2 separate regions of the Pan troglodytes genome follow, and region 1 is linked to region 2. The links are chromatin contacts, called in public Hi-C maps. All regions are on one chromosome and are shown on one strand. The core of a region is the stretch at or near the end of the contact, and the rest is flanking DNA. Distances in the headings are between cores, read along the strand shown. Region 1 overlaps FAT3 (FAT atypical cadherin 3). Region 2 has its middle 7.4 kb from the start of FAT3.

What was found. A called contact is a pair of places that touch in the nucleus more often than the background predicts.
Region 1: a contact with region 2 is called in a Hi-C map of induced pluripotent stem cells, with 1.9 times the contacts expected there. The contact joins two enhancer-like sites. A contact is called at or near these places in 2 of 7 Hi-C or Micro-C datasets (induced pluripotent stem cells and stem cell-derived neural progenitor cells) and 1 of 1 datasets of contacts at active chromatin or transcription factors (stem cell-derived excitatory neurons).

What each region holds. Positions count from the first base shown.
Region 1 is chr9:94,671,997-94,675,586 of NHGRI_mPanTro3-v2.0_pri, forward strand. The region is part of intron 3 of FAT3 (FAT atypical cadherin 3); the gene reads left to right. Among named protein-coding and RNA genes, the nearest start is that of FAT3, 330 kb to the left of the region's middle. Within about 2 kb of position 2,100, at least 1 of the 24 cell types and tissues checked has an H3K27ac peak or open chromatin away from gene starts, as enhancers often do. A contact at or near this core is called in induced pluripotent stem cells, where this site is marked.
Region 2 is chr9:94,335,615-94,338,871 of NHGRI_mPanTro3-v2.0_pri, forward strand. No RefSeq gene overlaps it. Among named protein-coding and RNA genes, the nearest start is that of FAT3, 7.4 kb to the right of the region's middle. Within about 2 kb of position 1,312, at least 1 of the 24 cell types and tissues checked has an H3K27ac peak or open chromatin away from gene starts, as enhancers often do. A contact at or near this core is called in induced pluripotent stem cells, where this site is marked.

The DNA of each region.
Region 1 (3,590 bases), core at 850-3,349, 340 kb after region 2:
AAAGAAAGGAAATTCGCAAAATGATGTTGCTTAAACCTCAAAAAGTTCATGCCTTTTCCCTGAACTGATGATGATAACTTTTCAAATTTTAGGGCACTTATAACCATTTTCAAAGCATTTTGTAATTTTAAAAATTAATTTGTACAAAGGACTTGGCACATAGATTATTGGCTAAGTTTCCCTAGAAACCTATAGCAGTGTAACTTTTATGAATCACCTCAGTAAAAGATCTTTCTGAAAAAGTCTTTTGTTTTGCTTTGTTTTTGACTTGGGAAGGTAGGGAAGAAGTGAGAGGGGGGTATTTTCTTACTAAGTGAAAAACATATTTTAAATGTAATTTAAACCAAAGCTTATCTGAAGTGATAAGACTGGTTATTTGTGTGGAATTTAAAATTTAATAAAGAAGTGAGAGAAGTTGGCATTTGCAGTTTTTATTGACCAACAGTGTCAACCATGTATTGTTGGCATCAAGCTTATATTCTCTTATTTAGTATATTAAGTCAATTGATTAAAAACAGAAAGCCTGGCTAATCAGACTGCCAAGATCTTAATGTTAACTGTCAGATTCTAAAGCTGTATAAGCCTGAAAACACCTTTATAGATTACTTCTTCTGGGTGCCAAATGGTTCTAAATGCTGAAAAATGTCATAATTGTCCCCCCTTCTTCTGAGAAAGGTAATAGATACTATTGGATATCCACTTCCTTACAGACTCATTCACATTTTTTCTTGTCCTGGATAGTATCCCCACTATCAGGGCATTTTCATTTAGGGCCAGCAGTAATCCGTATTTTGGTTCAAGCAGAACTAGTTGTAGATTACAATATTTCAAGCCAAGGTTCCCATTCAAACTGTTTTCTGCTGCTTTAATCATAAAGGAACCATTTACTCTTACAATGCTGGAAATTAAGGATTTATTTTTCACTTACCATCATTTTCACTGGTATTTCAGCAGTCATTGAAGTACCTTTCTCTCCTCTTCGGTTACATGGCCCCATTGAGCTGGAAGATGGATTATGCAGTGAGAGTCAGTTTATGGTAGAGGAAGACATATGACAATGTTATGACTTTGGCATTTACTTAAGGTACAGGTTGATGATGATGATGATAACTTATATCTTGGTTTATCTTTGTCAAACATACTTAGCATTCATTATTTAATGCTCACAATAACACACTGAAGTGATATTATATAATGTGGCATTATATAATCACTCCAAGTTTATCACTGAAGAAATTAATGTTTAGAAATCTAACTTGCCAGAGTCAGTTAGTAAATAGAAGAATCAGGACCCAAGGCCAGATTCATTGACTCAAGATCCTGTTTTTTTGTACAGTACACCATGGATAGAGAGATTAATGGTAGCCAACATTTTTTAGTAATAGGAACTGCTTTACACATATACTCTCATTTCATTTCATTCCAATAAGCCAGAGGAGGGCATTATGATTAGCTGCATTTTATAAACAAGGATACTGAAGCTCAGAGAGTTTTAGAAATGGGCCATAATCACACAGCCTGTAAATGGAAGAGTTAGGATTAATCCCACCTCTGATATACTCTAGAGCTTGTAGAGTCTGCATTGTCTCTTGACCTGAAAAGGGAAAAACTTTCAAGAATTAAAAGCCAATTTTTGTTTTAAATCACTTTAAATGGTATTTCACAGATAATGCTAAGAAATTAGGCTGTAAAAGAAATGTCAAGGTGTATGTATTTGAGTTCCCCAAGCAAAATTTCCAAAAGGGGTCTTTTTTTCACATATATGAGCATTGTGTACTGTATTACCACTCAGTTTAAAGAAATAGAACACCAGCCAAGAGAGAAGAGCCAGCAAGCTGCTCACTGTGATGTTGTATATGTTCAGTGATTAGAGTGGATAATTATTGATATTATTTTGTAATTTATTTTGCAGAGGATATATCTATCTGCAGATTTAAATATATATACTGGCTCAAGATGCAGAATCTTTTCCAGGGAAATTTTCATAGTTGTCCTCATTCTAAAGCTGCTGTCTTGTGACTTCATTGCATTAGACTATGATGACCACTGGGAGTATTGGCCAAATCCTCCTCCCTGCTGACCTGAGTAGCCTCTCTGCAGAGTCCCCTGCTAAGACAGTCATTCACAAACAATAGGTGGCCATTGCCAGCAATTTGAGCACAGCAGTCCTCATACTTGGCAGCAGTTACCAGCAATTGGCAAGCTATTACCCAAATCTCCTGCCAAGTGAAAGCTAGGACTTTTAGAATTACCTTGTTCCTTTCACCTGGTTGCCACATTTATCTTTTTTTTTTTTTTTTTTAAAGAGAGTGTTGTGTGTGCAAGTGTACTTCTTTATAGGCTTCATGCTAAAATGTCCCTGGCATGGGTATATTTGGGTCTTTAAAGTGCTTAGCAAAAGGAGTGCCCTTCCATATTGAAATGCAGATCTTTCCTTGGGTATTAAATTTGATTTGGAAGCCCTCTTCTTCTTGATTTATTGATATCACCTTGAAATCACACCATCCTCAGTCTTTAAGCATCGCCCAGTCCCCATATTCTGAACTATCTGGCCAAGATGAGGCTGAGTCTCAGACAGAGTGTTGATAACTGTCCACCCATTCTTCACAGCCCTGATCTGATCCCTGTGAGGCAGGACTGAGGTTAGTTAGAGACCAATTGGAGGTGAGCAAATACCTCAATTACAGCAGGTATCTGGATCCTGTCTGAATTTCACCTTCTGAAAGAACCTGTAGTAGAAATACAAGGTTCAAACTTGCATTCTCTAGGGCTTTCTAAATCTCTCTACTCTGGGAAAACTATTCTGTAAATGTCTATCCATCTTGGTTGCATTTAAAATATGGGGCCTCATTCTCCTCTGCCTTCCATCTGATTGCAACTTGGGCCTAGGTGATCGTTGTCCCATGTTTTTTTTTTGTTGTGTGTGTGTGTGTGTGTGTGTGTGTGTGTTTTCTCATCAACAAACTTTTCTTCAAGCCTTCTGCTGAAATTTGGATTAACTCAATTTTCATAGACCCTGCAGTTCAACCTTCTGTATTTTACAATGACTCCTGCTATTGTAGAAATAGAAGACAAGTGAGGAATTTTTCCTTTTACACTTCTGTATTATCTTAAAACATTCAAAGAAACCATTTCTTACTGAAACGGCTGTACTTGGTTATGTTATTAGAGGAGACACACTATGGACTTATTTTGACAGTGAAATATATTTAGACTAAAATTTTAAATTACTCATCTAGCTAAGGTGTGTTGCTATTCCATAATACTTCTCAAGTGCTTTGTTTTTCAACTTTCAGGTTTCTTTAAGAAAACAAAAACAAAAACAAAGAAAACTCCATCAAGTTAGAATAGAATGTGAGAAATTTGGTGTATAAGATAAATCTGTCTTTATGTTTCTCCAGGCAAATAATGTTTTATCCTAGAGCAGGCTTCCTGCCTTTGGTATGCTCAGATAAATTAATTTGACTGTTTATGATGTTATTTAATTTTCAATAATTATTCAAGCATATATAACCACAGACATCTATGTAGTAGGCAGATGGATCAGCAATTGTGCATGTAATTACAAATAATCCTTGAAATATAAAAGT
Region 2 (3,257 bases), core at 62-2,561:
CAGCCACTCTGGAAAGGAAGCAAGTATATGTATTACACTAAATTACAATTACTATTGACTTGTCTTCCAGGGTACAATGGAGATAAGTAGAAGCAACTAGAGAAGACGGAAAGCTCCTTGAGGCAGGAGCTGTCATGTTGACCTCTAGGCTCTCTGCTTCTGGAACATAATAAACACTCAGGAGTGTTTATGTGATTTACTTATGCTTGCACAAGTAAATAAATGGGCTAGGAAATGAATAAAAGTAGTAGGTTTCTTTTCTATCTTGGCTCTTATTGAGTGGATTATTCCCAGGTTATTAGAATATTACCATTTTTAAAACTCCTCTGCCATAAGTAACACCTAAATTTGCAGTAATTAAAACCTAATGTTTCCTTAATTTTCTATAGCTTCCAAATATTTAAACCATAGTGGGCTAAAATATGCATATCCACTCAGAATGTTCCACTGGACACATGTCCCAGCTAAAAAACACTAAACATCAACTATGGTGTGATCTCTAAATGTCAGTATTGGGACTTGACCACCTTCCTTGACTCTGACCACTAATGAAAACACTCTGTGCTATGTTCCAGAGCTGCAGGATGCTTGACAGATTTGCTGGAAATTTTCACACTGCTCTGACCTCTCTACTAGCTTCCAGGAACACCGCTTCAATACCTTGTAATGCCATTACTGTCACTCCCAAACAGGCTCAGAAATATGTGCTGAGAAATGAAATTTTCTTCAGACATTTCTTCACCTAAACCTTCCAACTCTGAAAGAGAGAAGACTCTATCAAGTGAGTCAATTTTGTCTTAAAGGCAAACAAAAAGTTATTGGTACCAGGTTTCAAATATTTAATAGAAAGTATTCTTGAAGCATGGCTAAAAAAAAAGTTACTGCTTTTAGGCGCAACTTGAAGAAAATGAAAATACTTTCTATGTCACTAGCTCCTGAAGCATTCTTTTATTTTTCAAGATGTGTAATCCTTGTAAGTAATCTGATTATTTCTTAATACCAACAAGGATTGCTTGTAATTACTTGCCTCAAAATTCTCATCCCAGGGTTTCAGAAATAAAGTGTGTCCCTGTGACTATGATGGCAATAACATTCAAAAGGTGCACAAACTTCAATTTCAGTTCACATTCATGCAAAATGCCACTTAACAGGAAAATCAAAGCAGCTGAGACAATAGACAGCTGAACTTCCTCCAGTTACTTCCCTTCTTCTATTATGATTCCAACTATGGGGAGATGCTCCCCAAGTGTGCTTGACTATATGGGAAAGCACTTCCTTCTATGACTCACAGGCCAGACCTTAGTAGCATAAGATCAAAAGAACCAGGATGTAGAAGAAAGAAAACTGTTAACGTGGCCAAATAGGTGCAGATACTGGCTCTATTCTCTCGCCAAGTGGTTAATTCCCCCTCCTCAGCAGGTCTGTAGTTGGCGTCAACCTGAGGGGAAGAGGCTGGAACACCTTTAGGATACAGTGGATGCTATTACCTCCAGCTGTGCCTACCTAAGCGAAATAAATTGGCTAATTGAAGCAATTATTTGGGAATTCAATCCCAAACACCTCACCATCGGGGAGCAATGAGGATAATTTGGAGTTTTTGCCAAAGTAGGTTAACTAATGACTTTCTTTGCATAGATTTAAAAGTTGGGTTAAAGAAGTATGGTACTTCCATTTTTGAAGACATGGGATCAGGGTGCACCTGGGTTTACACTGAACTGTGAGCAGTGTGTGCATGTTAGGAGTGGGAAGATCTAGGTCAGTGGTTCTCAAATTTTAGCATGTATCAGAATCACCAGGAGAGCTTGTTGAAATGCAAATTGCTGGGCTGCACCCCCAGAATGTCTGCATCACTAAGTCTGGGGCCTGGGAATTTGCATTTCTAACAAGTTACAAATTGATGCAGATGTTGCTGGTCCAGGCACTACATTTTGAGAATCACTGATTTAGGCTTCACTCTTGAGAAATTTAAGACAGTGTAGATGTATGATAACCTCATTCTCTCTGATCTCTTGAAAATCCAAATATATAAGGTTGGCTAATATATTTATTCATTCAACAAAAAAATATTTTGTTGAGCACTCAACATGTGAAGCTCACCTTGGTAATACAGAGATAAAAGATCAGCCTTTATCCCAAAGAGGCTTCTAGTCACTGGAGACACAAAAACAGATAAAAGATGAGGATGAAGCTGTGTGAGAAGTGATATCACAGAGGTAAAGACCAATTGCCAGGGAGAACACAGAAACTAGACCCAGACTGGCAGTCACCAGAAAATTTCCTAGGCCTGCAGGGTAGCAAAGAACGGAAAATAAAGGTAGTATGGTTGAAGAGTTTATTGACATCCCTTAGAGCCAGTGTTCCTAAGCCCAAGTGCAGTGCTCCACTCGTGGGTAAGCTTCTTGATGTCAAGAACCATTTATACCACAAAGCTGCCCAACACTGGCCACTAGGCACATAGTGGGTTTCAGTGTATGAATGATGTCAGCACTCCATTAATACTAATGACTCCCCCAGTGGAAAATGTACTAAGATAAGTACGTTGTTTCAAACTGACTCCTAAAACAGTACCAGAGGAAAAGAGCTATTAATCACCAAAAATCTGATTCAAATTTGGAAGAGCAAATGTTGAAGGGGAAAAAACTGAATCCTATTATCAACTCCTTGAACCCACTACTTCCTCCTAATCAGTAGTTGTTTCACTTTACTGAAAGTCAACCATATTTGGTAACTAATTATTTACAGGTGAACAAAGTTACCAGATTTGAAAGAAGATGATGAGGGCCAGGTGCGGTGACTCAAGCCTGTAATCTCACACTTTGGGAGGCCAAGGTGGGCAGATCACCTGAGGTCAGAATTTCCAGACCAGCTTAGCCAACATGGCAAAACCCCATCTCTACTAAAAATACAAAAATGAGCCAGGCATGATGGCACATCCCGGCAATCCCCGCTACTCAGGAGGCTGAGGAAGGGGATTTGCTTGAACCTGAGAGGCGGAGTTTGCAGTGAGCTGTGATCGCACCACTGCACTCCAGCCTGGTGAACAGGGTGAGACTCTGTCAAAAAAAAAAAAAAAGAAGAAGAAGAAGAAAGAAAGAGAGAGAAAGAGAGAAAGAAAAAAAGAAAAAGAAAGAAAGAAAAGAAAGGAAAATAGATGATGTTTTTGCAGTTTCTTTTTGACAACACAACTGCAGGCAGCAAGGTACTTGTTCACAGTGATTTTTTGTTATGCAAACAGTTTGATACAATTCACTTTTGAA